Regions from separate parts of the Mus musculus genome. Here regions 1, 2 and 3 are each linked to region 4. A link is a contact called in public HiChIP or PLAC-seq data. All regions are on one chromosome and are shown on one strand. Each heading gives the region's core, a stretch centred on a gene start, on an enhancer-like site or on the middle of the called end of the contact. The rest is flanking DNA. Distances are from core to core; before and after follow the strand shown.

What was found. HiChIP or PLAC-seq counts read pairs in DNA pulled down with a chosen protein or histone mark.
Region 1: an SMC1A HiChIP or PLAC-seq map of large pre-B cells shows a contact between it and region 4, with 22 times the contacts expected there. The contact joins the enhancer-like site here to the promoter of Spef2 in region 4. A contact is called at or near these places in 5 of 39 promoter capture datasets (the 3T3-L1 cell line, the C10 cell line, embryonic stem cells and 1 more), 1 of 15 datasets of contacts at CTCF or cohesin (large pre-B cells), 1 of 115 datasets of contacts at active chromatin or transcription factors (large pre-B cells) and 2 of 9 other capture datasets (adipose tissue and liver).
Region 2: an H3K4me3 HiChIP or PLAC-seq map of embryonic stem cells shows a contact between it and region 4, with 6 times the contacts expected there. The contact joins the promoter of Nadk2 here to the promoter of Spef2 in region 4. A contact is called at or near these places in 3 of 115 datasets of contacts at active chromatin or transcription factors (embryonic stem cells and stem cell-derived neural progenitor cells) and 1 of 9 other capture datasets (liver).
Region 3: an H3K27ac HiChIP or PLAC-seq map of microglia shows a contact between it and region 4, with 5 times the contacts expected there. The contact joins the promoter of 4930556M19Rik here to the promoter of Spef2 in region 4. A contact is called at or near these places in 1 of 39 promoter capture datasets (the C10 cell line) and 1 of 115 datasets of contacts at active chromatin or transcription factors (microglia).

What each region holds. Positions count from the first base shown.
Region 1 is chr15:10,345,827-10,349,254 of GRCm38.p6, reverse strand. It overlaps a transcript of Prlr not described here. Among named protein-coding and RNA genes, the nearest start is that of Gm41269, 10 kb to the left of the region's middle. Within about 2 kb of position 1,979, at least 16 of the 459 cell types and tissues checked have an H3K27ac peak or open chromatin away from gene starts, as enhancers often do. A contact at or near this core is called in pre-B cells, where this site is marked.
Region 2 is chr15:9,069,587-9,072,825 of GRCm38.p6, reverse strand. Nadk2 (NAD kinase 2, mitochondrial) reads right to left here and starts at 1,566. Exons shown (of 13, transcript NM_001040395.4): 1 at 1,061-1,566. The coding sequence starts at 1,324.
Region 3 is chr15:10,712,865-10,716,379 of GRCm38.p6, reverse strand. It overlaps 4930556M19Rik (RIKEN cDNA 4930556M19 gene), which reads right to left and starts at 1,544. Exons shown (of 7, transcript NR_045063.1): 1 at 1,400-1,544. Rai14 (retinoic acid induced 14) reads left to right here and starts at 1,749. Exons shown (of 18, transcript NM_001166408.1): 1 at 1,749-1,857.
Region 4 is chr15:9,747,215-9,750,828 of GRCm38.p6, reverse strand. It overlaps Spef2 (sperm flagellar 2), which reads left to right and starts at 1,961. Exons shown (of 37, transcript NM_001305042.1): 1 at 1,961-2,117. The coding sequence starts at 2,060.

The DNA.
Region 1 (3,428 bases), core at 730-3,229, 600 kb before region 4:
CTGCAGAAAGCCCTGGATATGCTTAGATCCTTTCAGTTGCTCGAATGGATCAAGGAGTTGACAGTTATGGAGTTGGTGTGATTTATTTTTTTAATATCCTTAATTTCATACATTTTTATTCATCAGTCCCATTGCCATCTAACTCTAAGCTCTACAGACAATGATCAATATATTTATAGATCTTTTTGTGGGCATGTATAATGTTTGGAATGAGTGTATTTTCACATAATAGCAACAACATTTTTGTTGTTATTTGTTGTGCTCAGAGTCAATTCCAGGGCATTGGAGCAGACTAGACAAAAGATATATGACTTACCTACACTTTCAGCTCAGGAGCATTTTTGATTTATGTACATGTATGAGATGTGAAATATTTGTCTTTATTTTATTCCAATCCAGAACCATCATATAATGATTAAACCAGCTGCCTAAGAGACCATGCCTTCCAGGTTTCTGCCATTCAAAAACAGATTTCAATGTGTGTGTGTGTGTGTGTGTGTGTGTGTGTGTGTTTTATAGCAGTACCAATAGGAGATACACTGACAAACACAATGAAAATTAGAGAGGATGAAAAGGTGGGGTGGATGGTTTCACAATCCACAGTCTTGCAGGAAGTGCTGTGGTAAGTTTCCCCTGTTCTTGTGCTCTTGTTGAGTATTCAGTGAGGAATATGTACACAGGGAATGACACTGTGGTCAGTAAGAAAATCTTTATTTAAAGAGGTCTAAGAGGATCAATATGGAAGACAGAGGCTTCTTGTGTCCTTTCTATTTTATGTCATCTCACCTATAATTTGCAGGCTTAGAATGCTCTCTCTTCTCCAAATGTTTTCTCAGCATTGGTTTGAACAAGACATTATTGATCCCTTCCTGAGCCTTCTTCAAGTTCTTGTTTGTTAGTTATATCATCCTACAGCCTCACAGTAAAGACATCTTACTGTTTTGGAGGGTATCTTCAGTTTTCTTGTTAAAATGTTGACATTTTTATTTATGTGTATGTGTGTAATGTGTGCAGATGCCCATGGAGGTCAGAAGAGGGTGTTGGATTCCTTGAAGCTGGAATTATAGGCAATTGTAAATTGCCCTACATGGGTGCTGGGAACTGAACTCTGGTCCTCTGGAAGAATAGCAAACATTCTTAATCCATGAAATCTTTCCAGCCTTGAAGGGTATTTTATCATGAGAGACTGTGTCAGAGTCACTTACCAAGCTGAAGAGGCAGGCTACCATCTGTGAGAGCTGTCTTGTCTATCTTTCCCTAGCTTCTCAGCTCAGCCTCCACACTTTCCCTTGGGCTTCATTTCTTATGTCCAACTTGCTCCTAACAAAAAAACGCAATTGTCTCTGACTGATCTTTCAATAATACCCAAGAAATGACTTTTTACCCGAGAATGCCTCCAGGAAGCAATGGTACAAGGTAAAGACGAATTGCTATAAATTCAATATAAATTGTGATCTCTTGCTGGGATCCCAGGCCCATTGTGTTTCCAGGGCTGTAGGGAGCATCTATGTGATGTGGTTGACCAAGTGCTTCAGGATGATACATCAACGAGGGCAGTGGACACAAAGCCTTTCTCAGCACAGCGTTGGCAATGTTGTTATTGGATTGTGGAAGCATTAGGTTTTGACTCCCACAAAGTCTGGCTTATGCTCTTCAGCTCATCCGCACCACTGGTTTTACCTTTGAGACACTAGAAGCTACAATCATCATGACTGGGATTTTTTGGGCAGTTGTTAAGATTTGAGCTTTTGTGAAGCACTGGGTATGAGGAGTTTTCCAGAGTGGGAAGCTAAATAGTACATTTTGAATAATTTGTGCGGAAGTGAGTGATTGTGACTTCTTTTTATTTAAAGGGACAGGGTGGGGTGTTATTCTGATGATTATAAAATGTGGTTTCTTAAGTAGAGAGATGAGTGAAGGCACACTCAAGCCCAGAGAAGCGTGAAGCGAGTGGGAGGGAGACAATCTTCCGCTAGTAACTGCCAGCGATCACTTGTGGCTTTGGTACACAGAGCGGGGTGGCAGAAGAGAAGTTACCAGTCAGTTACTTATTGAGATGGCTGCTATCAGGAAGGAACTGATGTCTCAGCAGCCACCAGAGAGAATGTTTACAGAAAATTTCTAGAGCAGAACAAATAGAGAGAAAGAGTGCTTCCATGGGTGAAACACTTCAGTGGCTTCTGAGACCCTCTGGAGAGCAGGGTCTGGCTAAGAATAGGGAAAGCTAAAGCTTCAGAAAACCCACACTGCAGTTACAGTTGTGAACAGACAGAGCCTTGTAAACTGAAAAATAAACTCCTCTTTGTGTGTTTGTGTGTGTGTGTGTGTGTATGTATGTATGAGAGAGAGAGAAAGAGAGAGAGACAGGTAGAGAGAGAGAGAGAGAGAGAGAGAGAGAGGACATAAAGACACAGAGGAACAGAAGCATGCAGAGGAACAGAGAGTGACACACAGAGACAGAGAGACACACAGAGACAGAGAGAGACACATGGAGACAGAGCTATCACCATGTGAAATTGGGGGAACAAGGTGGCAGAAGGCTGAGGCTGAGCTAAAAGAAAGCAAACATGAGCTGCTCCAAAACCACAATTAACACTGATCTCATTTGTCACTGAGCAAAATTTAAAGTCTAACCAGGCAGGCATCCTTGAGACTAGATTATTGGCACTGGGAAAATTCTGTCTTGTTCTCAGCATTTGGCCACGATGGTGGTGGAACCCATTTTGAGAGGCTCATATTTGAGTCTGCTGCTTCAGTAGTCAAGTTCCCCTTCATTGTCCAGTTTTTGGAATCGTCCAGGAAGGGCCAGGCGTGGATCCACCTTGTATTTGCTTGGAGAGCCAGTCTAATTATAGGAGAGAGACCGAGTCAGAACCATGCGGGGGAGCTCCTTTCAGTGGGAAGTCAGTAGGAGTCACAGGGTCACTGTTTCTCATTGAGGTCCACCAATCAATGATGCTAACTACCAGGGCTCCACAAAGGGGGATAAGTGATTGTCTATGGGAATGTAGTTAGCTGGAAGTCAGAGACCTAAGGACAGGATACGGTAGTGCTCTGTCGGTGCTGGTTTTCTCACCCGTGGGGCTTACTCTCCTCAAAGGCAGACAATTAAGTGGTAGAAACTAGGAATAACTGGCCAATGGCTTGTGGTTCACCTCAGTCTTGTGTCTGGGAAACTGGATATATGAGAGTAACTGCAGCTGGCTCCGCCCATAAGCCACACCCAGACATAGAAATTACAATGCAAAAATAACAAGTGATATCAAAAATAAGTCAGCAGGGCTCCTTGAAAGAGGGAAAAATTCCACAGTAACTGATTTTAAGGGTATTTTTTATAGCCCCACATGGAAAAGAATGATAAGAATCATCAACAAATCTAAAGAAGACATAAATCCACACCCAGATGAACTAGCAAGATAGGAATAAAC
Region 2 (3,239 bases), core at 317-2,816, 680 kb after region 4:
CGCCAGCCAAACGGCTGATACTCTACTAAAGACTGCAAATGTTTTCTAGAAATACTTTCAAACACTTGGGGGAAAGAGAAAAATTTGCACTGATTTCTACCTTGTCAACTTGCCAAACAATACTGACAAGATGCAGCAGCTAGGCAAGGATTTACAATTTGTTTCCCCTGTGTCTAAAATAAAAATGTGAAGGTAAGGGCATCATTTTAGAACAGCCAGCCTACTTATTCTTGTACATAACTTAGTAATGCTTATATACAATTCAGTCTAAAGCCTTCGGGTGTCTGGAGTCAACAATTACAGGCATAACTGTGGGGGGGGGGGTTCCTAAATAAATTGCTAACAGCCCATTTCCCAAAAGTTACTGGGTAGCACAAAATCAATTTTTTTTTTCAAAAATGGGGAAGCTCGAACTCTGGGTTTAATCCTTCCCACACACACACACGCATGGCATACCTGGCAACGCTATTAGTAAATACACCAAACACGGTGTATGGCGGAGGCCCTGTTACTTCAGGGTTCATGCCTTCTCCCCATTAGCCGGCATACTTGTTCCTTTTCTGACCTTCCAACACAAAAACCCATCTCGGGTCAGCTTTCCTGCCTCGCTGTCCCAGGTGCTTGCTTTTCAAGCAGTAAGAGACCCTGAAGGGACAGGCGACCACAATCCAGCAGGGCTTTCCCTGGCCAGGCCTCTGTCCCCAGGCGAGAAGGGGGTGTGACCGCGGCACTTCGGCCCTCTCTCCGCCACCAGTGGCTGTGCTGGAGAATTTCCTTTCTCCCGGTGGTCTGGGGAGAGGTCCCCAGGACAAACAGGGCGAACAACCCTCATCTTCTCAGCGATGGGAGTCCGTGCTACCGAGGCGGGGGCGAGGACACACGTGGCTTCCCAAGTCCCGGTCCCAGGAGCCCCCTCTAAGGCAGGCTCAGGGCGCCCCAGTCCCATGCCCGAGGGGCCCCACAGGCAATCGGAGGAAGGTTGTCGGGCTTTGGGGGTGTCCTGTGGCCCGTCGCCCCCCACCCCCACCCCGAGTACCGGCCGTCCCCCGCCAGGACCCACCAGCTGCTTCAGGTCCTCCTCCGAGAGCTCCGCGTAGCGGTACCGCTGCTGCTCGAACTCGTAGCGGGTGGTTTTCGCCACCACCACCACCCGCGAGGGGCGGAAGCCGCCGTCGGCGGGGCTACCACCGCCCGCCAGCTCGCGCGGCTGCCCGTGCCCCAAGTGCCGCCGGCCGTCCGCGCCCGAGCCCGAACCCCGCAGAGCCGCGCGGCCACCCGCCACGCGCCGGCAGCTGCCCAGCAGGAAGCCCCGGTAGCAAGTCATGATCCGCGGGGCCGCGGGTGCAGGCTCGCGCTCCCTGCCGCCAGCACCGCGCCGGCCGCGCACAGGTTAAGTGCGGGGACGTGCGTGGAACGCGCCGGGGGGGGGGGGGACGTGCCCAGACGCACGCGAGGGCGGAGAGGCCCCGGGAGGCCCCGGGAGGCGGGGATCCGGGCTGGCCCCCGGGCAGTGGGTTTTATTTGTTTGTTTATCCGTTTTCTTGGGCGCCTGCGCAGTGGCCTCTCGGCCCGGCCCCACCTCCCTCTTCACCCTTTCAGGGAGGCCGCTCTAAGCCCGCCCCCGGGCCAGATCTGTCAGCTAATCAGAGGTCGGGAAGGTTTGGGAGCCCGAGGGGCTGCGGGGATTGGCTGGGGCTGGGAAAGGGACGAAATTCTATTTGGCTTTCGAGCTGCCCGAAGAAATCCAGTTGGAACTGGTCTGGGCGGCGTTGGGGGTGCAGGCGGAGTTTTGAGCGCCTGGCGGGAAAGCAAGTTTCTTGCGCATCTTCCTCTAGTTGCTTTCATTTTTGCTTGCTTTCTGGGTAGTTGGTCATGCTCGTCTAGGGTAAATTTTAACCAGTGTCTGCTGGATGGCTGATGTGGCCGTCGCTGGAGTAAGAGCTGGGGGCGGTGACCTCGCTCCAAACGGCTTCGTTTTGCAGGGCCTGATGGCAAATAAAGATGCCGAGCCCTTTATTAGAGAGGAATTAGAGCTAACCGAGAAGGATCACAGAGCATTAGCCCGAGCTCCGGTGACCACCAAAAGACCACCAGCCTAGAGAGGCAGTGCTGTCAGGGAGAAAGGAGGAGGATAATGAGGGAAGGAGTCTTGTCTAGTCCTGTGTGTCTGTCTAGACCGCGAGATAAGGTTGGAAAGCTGTGTAGGACCAGACTGAAGGGTTAAAAATGTTTTGCACTTTATCCTGTAGGCAAGCTCAGAGCAGTGTTTGATGATTATTGATCTGACTTTGGAATGTTGGGTAGGTAGTCCTTGAAGCTAGAGCAAGGGAAGTTACTGAGTCTGTGGGAACAGTTACACAACCATAGAGATGTAGGCTGATTAAGAATAAAAGGGAAAGCTACAATGAAGGGAAAGTCATAAGACAGGGTAGGTGGCCACTGCCCTGAGGTCCTTGCTGTGGCGTCCTTTCCTTTGCGATCCTGGCACTCCCAGTAAGTGGCCTCTGGATTCCGGGCATGCTATTTCATGTTTGTGACACTCAGATGCCTCTGTGATATCGAACCTGTTTTCTCTTTCACGTCACAGAAAACTACACTTTTGACTCCCACTTCTAGCTGGAAACATCTCAATGGGATATCCTAGTCAAATCTTATTTTGGATCCTTTCTTCTGCCTCTTCCAAAACATTGCTTCATTACACCATCCTCTCGGATGTGTCTTGAATTCTCTCAGGAAAACCCCTGCTGGGTTTTCCACTTCAGTCCTTAAGATTCCCATGTCTAGGACATTTAAAACTTTAAAGATTGAAAGAGCCTTCTACACCCCAGTTGTTTACCTGTTCCCTAACTCCCACTTACTGATATATTCAGCGGTTCTCAACCTCTGGGTCATATATCCGATGTATGTATATCCGATATGTTCATTATGTTTCATCACAGTAGCAAACTTACAATTCTTTTTTTTTTTTTTTTTTTTGGTATCATAACCAATTTCTCACTATTCTTTTTTTTTTAACTTAGGAGTAAGTTTTTTTTGTTGTTTTGTTTTTATTTTTTATTGGCTATTTTCTTCATTTACATTTCAAATGCTATCCCAAAAGTCCCCCTATACCCTCCTCCCTCCCCCTGCCCTGATCCCCTACCCACCCATTCCCACTTCTTGGCGCTGGCTTTCCCCTGTACTGGGGCATATAAAGTTTGCTAGACCGAGGGTGCTCTCTTCCTAATGATGGCCAAGTA
Region 3 (3,515 bases), core at 295-2,794, 970 kb before region 4:
GCAGCGTGAGAAAGGGGTCTTTTCAGGTGACCAGGAAAGATAAGCAGAGGCGAAGACTTGGGTGATGAAAGGCTGGTTAGAGAGACACTTGTTGAATAGTTTAACTACAGTTTGTCGTCGGTTTCCTAAACAATATGCACACACTGGCATTTCCAAAGGAGCCTTTGACAGGCTGTACCACCCTCCCAGCTGCCTCTGATTCAACAAAAAGCAGATCCACAGGTGGTTACCTTTCCTCCAGCTGGAGGATCGGTAGAAGGTACTTAAATACTCTGTTGGTAACTGATTAAAGAACCCAAGATCAAAACCCGGTTAGAAGAAATGGCCCACACTACACAGGGTGCTGTCAATTGTTTCTTTTAGTGTGGTTTTTAGTTCCACATCACATGTGTAAAAGTGTGTATCTTGCTTTGAATTGGCTCCCCACTCCCACTCCCCTGCCCCGCCCCCCCCCCCCAGGGATTCTTTTTGATGTATGGTACTTAGGAAGTAAAGACTATTGAGCTAAAGATGAAGCTTTTGTTTTCTAGTTGGCAAGTTCGCTTGTGAAAGCTAAGGCAAGGTGTTCTCTTAGGGAAAGGAGTGAAGGGGTGGGGTAAAAAAAAACAAACAAACAAAAAAAAACAAACCACCCGATCCGATGGTAACACACAAAGTCAAGATACTGTACACTGATTGCTGTTAGGGTGACTCTCACTTCTGTTGGAACTGGTTGTTTTTCCTCCTTACTTCAGTGGACTTACAGGCGATCCTAGCAAAAATAGCTAGGATCTGCTTACTCTAGAAACCTTTCTGTGCGAAAGACACAACACCAACCAGGAGTCCCATGGAGCTTTGGTGAGTCAAACTTTTTACGATCTAGCTGGCTAGTGGGACTAAAATCCCTGCTTAAATTAGGGGAATAATAGTGAGATTTCAAACCCTCAGAATTAATGGAAGGGTCGATTCGGTTCAGAGGTCCGGTCCTGGTGGTCTGGGGGAGGGAAGCTTTACCGGATCTCAGGACTTCCAAACTCAAGACACCCCGCTGAGGGCGCTCCTGCCCCTATCTAGCCGGCCAGTCCAGGCTGTAGATAGTCTCCCAAGCCCTGAGCAGAACACAACTAAGTTTTGTCTTACACCTGAGGAGTGTTAGGAAACAGTCGCTCCAACCAACTGGTTTAGCCCAGAAAATGTAAGTACATTCTGGTTTACTTTCTTTTCGTTCACACTGGAAATGGAACCGATCTCAGTCTGGTTCAGAGGGGGCTTGGGTCGGTGACTCGGCTTTTCCTAAGACTACAGATAACTTTGGAAACTGACCAGAAACAAGTACTTTTTCCGAGCCCTTATCCTACCCCAGCGGTGGAACCCGCATACCGCGGATCTCACTAACTTCAAGTTAAGGTGTGAGACAGACCCACGCAGAAGGATTCCCACGATCCGCAGAAACGCAAGCGTGGACGTCCGGGACGCGCCGCGGGCCGGGGCGTGGGCGGTCGCAGAGCACCTCCCGCAGGTCCAGGGAGCAGCTCCGGGGCCAGGTCACCTGACTCCCGGAATTTGGGGCCGCGCGGAGTGGGAGTGGCTAGCAACTCCCTCCTGGAGCCCACGGGATCCAGGTCGGGGGCCGGCGCCCGGCGGCCACGTGGTGGTGCTGCCGTTGCCCCCGCCCTGCCGGCGGAGCCCCGGAGCTGAGCGCCCACTGACCCCGCGTCGGGAGGAGGAGGAGAAGGAGGAGGAGGAGGAGGAGGAGGAGGAGGAGGGACCCAGCGCAGGAAGCCGAGCAGGAAGCGAGCCCGGCAGCCGCACTTTCCTGGGGAAGCGGCGGGCGGGACGGCCAGCGGGGCCAGGAGCTGAGGCCGCCGCTTGGATGGGGTGAGTGGCGGCGGCGAGGCTGGGGTGCGGGCTCTGGACTCGGTCCCCGCCTTTGTGTCTGGGGCTGCGCAGAGCTCCGGGCGCCGAGAGGAGCGGGCGGGAGTTTTGGTCTGGACAGAGCTTTGGCCGCTCACTGACCACGGAAGACAGTTGGAAGGGGGGGTGGGGTGGAGGAACGGGAGGATAGTGGGGATCTGGCAGAAAGAGAGAGAGGTGCGACCTAGTTTGGAAAGGGGGTTCGCCTCCTCTGGCGGTCTGGTGCGGGACAGTGGCGCGGGGTGTCTGCGGAGGGAGCGCGGGTGGGAATGAATGACCGGACCCGAGAGGACGCTGTGGCTGCGCCCCCGGGGCAGCCCGTCCCACTTTCGTGCCCTGCCCCGGGTCCGGTGCCCCAGTCCTTGCTCCCTGGCTCGACCCACCTCTTGACTGAACTTGGAAAAGCCGGAGACGGGAGGTGGGAGCGAGAGACGCCCGGTGGCTCTGGAGACCCACAGTCCGCTATTGTTCCTTTACGGACTCAAGGGAGCTGGTGAGCTGTCTGGAGGGCGCAGGCGAGACCACCCTGGGCCTGCCACTACCCCTTACCCCCAACTCTCCTTGTCATTTTCCCCCACCACAGCTCCTAGGAGGGCAGGGAGGAGGATGCTGGAGTTGGGAAACATTCCAAGCTGCTGGGCTTAGGTCGGCATCCTTCGCGACCCGTCCGGGAGGGCAAGCATCCATCCTTCTTTCAACTCTCGCCTACTGTCTTGGGCCAGTTTGTGTCGCCAGTTTAGGTTCTGCAGTTTCCAGTAGTTTTTCATTTTGGATTTCACATTTCCTTTGGTGGAGGGGGGTTAAGTATGGAAAGGCAACAGATGGGGAGATTAAAGCAGATGGAGCCCACTGTGACTTAAAGAGGCAGGGGTGACCTCACAGAGGCCTGAGCTTTATATAAAGCCAGGCTTTCTTTTCTAAGGAGCCCAGCTCAGCTCAACTTTACGTCGTTACCAAGTATGCAGATGCAAGGCCACTCACTTCGTACCTGCTCCTTCCCTTCACTCTGAACTCTGGTGATTTGAATGCTATCGGCTTTAGGAAGAATAGCGCAGAGCAGAGCTGCCTGGGACTAGAAGACTGCTTATTGTCTGGGGTATGAGATCTCAAGGTTGTGAAGGCTGGCCTAGAGAAGAACAAGGTTTGTCCCTTTAGCGGATCTAGCGTTTGCTCTTTTAGCGAGAACTTGCATCTCCTATGGGTTTGAACGGAATTGGAAAAAAGCCTGTGAATCCCAGGGAGGTTGGACTTCGCTTTGTCCCACCAGTGCTGGGCCCTTGCTTACACGTGAGAAAGCGAGTCGTTTTGTTTTGTTTTTGACTGATGGGTTTAATTTTTAACTGTTAATGATAACTTACTATCGGAGTCTTTTCTCCCTTAGGCTTATAAGACAGCCAATTTTATCAGAAGAAATCCCATTCTTGTTGACTAAGTACTGGGAGAGACATCCTGTGCGGGGCTGTCAGTTTTTTCTCCAACTGTGGAGATGCTTCGTGAATGAATTTATTGTATTATTTACATTTGCATCCTTAGATGTGTTTTTATGACTTTAAAGGGCAGTGTAGGAGTTCATACATAGCCCAGTTCAAAGATCTTTGTGCTGTCATAGTAAAACTGACTAA
Region 4 (3,614 bases), core at 712-3,211:
ATAAGTGTTCAGAAATGCTGGTTAACTTAATACACAGTGATATTTAAATCACAATAAAGCTCTTATCAAGAGTAGAAAGAAGTATGGAAGTTACTGACTCCCTGGGGCTACGGTAAACGTTTGTGGCTTACAAATATGTTTGAGTTGAAGCTAGAGCTTAAAGAGTTTTCAGTGTGTCTTTATCATGTGCTATACTGCTTTTAAAAGTTTATTTTATTTGTTTGCTGATGTGTGTAAGCATGCACACTTCCACACAATATTCATTATATATACTCTCACTACACTTTCTTTGATTTCTGACCACCACCTTCCCCTACGTTTGCCTACCTCACATTTATAGCTTTGTGTTATGATTTTATAACCCACATATTTTTTTTACTGAGGTTGTCTGTGCAGCCATGAGTTTGTAACTGTCTATTGGAGAATGGTAAGAAATATCCTTTACTCTATATGCAAATACACACATACACTTAGTGCACACACAGATACATATATAAAGCAAAAATATTCCTTATGAATATATACATATTTTTGTCTTATTACATTCAATGCCTTTTTATTTTTCTACCCAAGTCAATTATGTACAGTTCCCTTTAAGGGTTTTTTATTGGCTCATTGAGGAGTCTAGCCATCGATAAATACATAGTAGTGGAATTCATGTTAGTGTTTAAGTAAAGAGGTATAGTAGGACTTTAGGAATTGTGCATGTCACACAGGACAATTAAAGAGAACACTCAACCTGGTGGTTATTTTGGTCCTGAAGGCAGAAAGCATTTACAAAAGTAGATATCAACTGAGCTAGGTCACTCTAAAACAGGCAGAGAAGAGGAAACTAGAGGGTGGTCAAGAGGGAAGGTGAAGAAATGAAAGCTCAGAGGCCAACTGAGCTTTAGAAACTGGCATGAGTCTCTATGTGAAAATGGACATTCATGAATAAATTCAAACCAGCTATGTGAAATAATTGCCTTCTGTAACACAAGCAACTCCGATCTACTTGAAGCATGGATGAGATGCAAGCCCTCTCATTGCCTTACAAGAAAAAAAGCAATTTTGAAGCATGTGCTGGTCTTCTACCAGAAGCAAGTCATCAGAGTATGTGAGTTTTCATTTAACTTCCTCAACTTGTAAAGCAAGCATTGTGTCTGCATCTAAAGGAAAGAACGGTGAGGTTCAAAGACATTAAGTCATTATTTCCGGGGCAAAGAATTTGTGAAATCAAAGCCAGACAGGATGGCTCACATAAACCTCATTGTGAAACTTGGGCCTTATTGATAGTAAAAAAAATAAATTATAAAAGTATTACAATGAATAATTTAGAGAATTGCTTTTATTGAACAAATTACAGTTCAGTGCACATTACCACTTTTCAAACCAGCTTATGATTTCAAATAACTCTATATAGTCTATCCTTGGTTATTTACAGAAGAGAAATCAAGGTTTATAGTTCATCTGGCAATGACTTTTTTTTTTTTTTAAGAAACCTCTTATTATAATTGCTGCTCACACTCTTTTTTTTTTTTTTTTTTTTTTTTGGAAAATACATTTTATTTTTTTTTTCCATTTTTTATTAGGTATTTAGCTCATTTACATTTCCAATGCTATACCAAAAGTCCCCCTTACCCACCCACCCCCACTCCCCTACCCACCCACTCCCCCCCTTTGGCCCTGGCGTTCCCCTGTACGGGGGCACACAAAGTCTGCGTGTCCAATGGGCCTCTCTTTCCAGTGATGGCCGACTAGGCCATCTTTTGATACATATGCAGCTAGAGTCAAGAGCTCAGGGGTACTGGTTAGTTCATAATGCTGCTCACACTCTTTAGGCCTTCTTTTTGCACTAGCACAGGTTCAGGTCTTACAAGCCAGTAGGGGGCAGACAACAATTTCTGATAACTACGGCTATGCAGTGGGGCCTCCTCCTCTCTGAGCCGGCGACCTAGCTCCAGCCTGAAAGAGCTTCCTTAGCAACTGGTTGCCCTGGGCGACGGGAAGACGCAGTCCAGCTGACTGAGTTCCTGGAAAGTTCCTAGCACCTGCAAGCAGTCAAATTCACCAGTGAGCTATGTCGGAAATCCTGTGCCAGTGGCTCAACCAGGAGTTGAGGGTGTCCCGGACCGTGAGTGAGTGAACTCAGCCAAGGGCAAGCAGTTGAAGCAAGCACGGGATGGTGGGGTGGGGGTGCTGATAGAAAGTAGCTCCAGAGTGTCTAGCAGTGCCTGGCAGTGCTGGCCTGCCCTCCTCAGTGCTACCTAGCCACACTGGGGCTTTCTTATTTCATCATGCCTCTGACATTAGACCTCATCACGTGGTCTTAGCCCTCAGATTTTCTGATCTACTCTCTATTACTAAGGGACGCTAAGTTCTAGGTACTGGTCTGTTCCTGTGTGGAGTAAAAGTTGTTCCTGTCTGTAGTCTGACTGTTGCTTTGCTTTCATGACATCCGCATCAAAATGTGCAAGACGAATCCACGCAGGAAGTGCTTTCAACAGTTACAACTTTTTTTCTGTGTTTCCTCCAGTATAAATTAGATCCACTTGCACTCTCCCTGCTTAACAACAATTGTAGATCTGTTAACATTTGTCAGTTTTAGGAACTTTAAGCTTCCTTTATCCTTTATCAACTTTGGCCATTTGAGGTACCTTTTCTAAGCTAACCTTACTTGATTTTAGCAGAGGCATAAAGTTGTACATGAAGTTTCTAAATTCTTATGGCCCAGGAAGTTACAAACAAGTCAGATTTAGTGGCAACCAGACACTTCCTCTTCTCCTCGCTGGGGGAGGAATTATTGTTTCTTTATTGGTAGCTCATTTTCAATTGCTACGGATTTTCCTTCAGGCAAGATGCTTTCAAAACGAATCATTTCAACATGACCTCCCAGAGGTTCTCTTGCTTCTCTACCAGTTGCTACCAATGGGAGCAGCGGTGCCAGTTCACCCTTGGGTCATCCATAGAAGTTGCTAGGACAGTAAGTAGTATTTGTGCAGGTGTGAGATATCTAAGGATCTTCAGTGAGGAATATTCCAAGTTGCATTACGTGAGGCATAAACATTAGACTTATTATATCCCAAGGCTTCTCCACCCTGCTTTGAGCAATGATAGATTCTTTTTCCCTGTCCTGTCTCCTTGGTTCTCTGAGAGTTTCTCAGCTCAAATAGGATGCTAAACTCAGGACAGTATTTATCATGTATCATTTCCTCTTTCTCTCTCACAGTACTGTCCACCAAAATGCAGTATCACACCCAAGGTTGCACTACTCTGAGGGAGCAGTTACACATTTCTTAGCTTAAGTTGGTTCATTTATTTCATAATAAGATCCACACCATTTCCTCAAGTCCACAGGACCCTTGCAGAGTAAGACACTTTGGGGACAAGCAAATAGAGTTAACCATACACATGAAAACATTACATGCTGTTCTAATACTAATAAGTTTGAGAAATATGGTTTGGGAAGAAAGTATGACTTCATTCTGTGAAGATTAAAAGCTTGGAGACATTTTAAATAAAAATTATAACACCACAAGCTATGAATGGAAAATTCCCAGATTGTCTTTTCCTGCAGGATAAATCTGGAACTCGTTAGCAGAGACACTCCATGATAATCTCATTTTAAACACTAG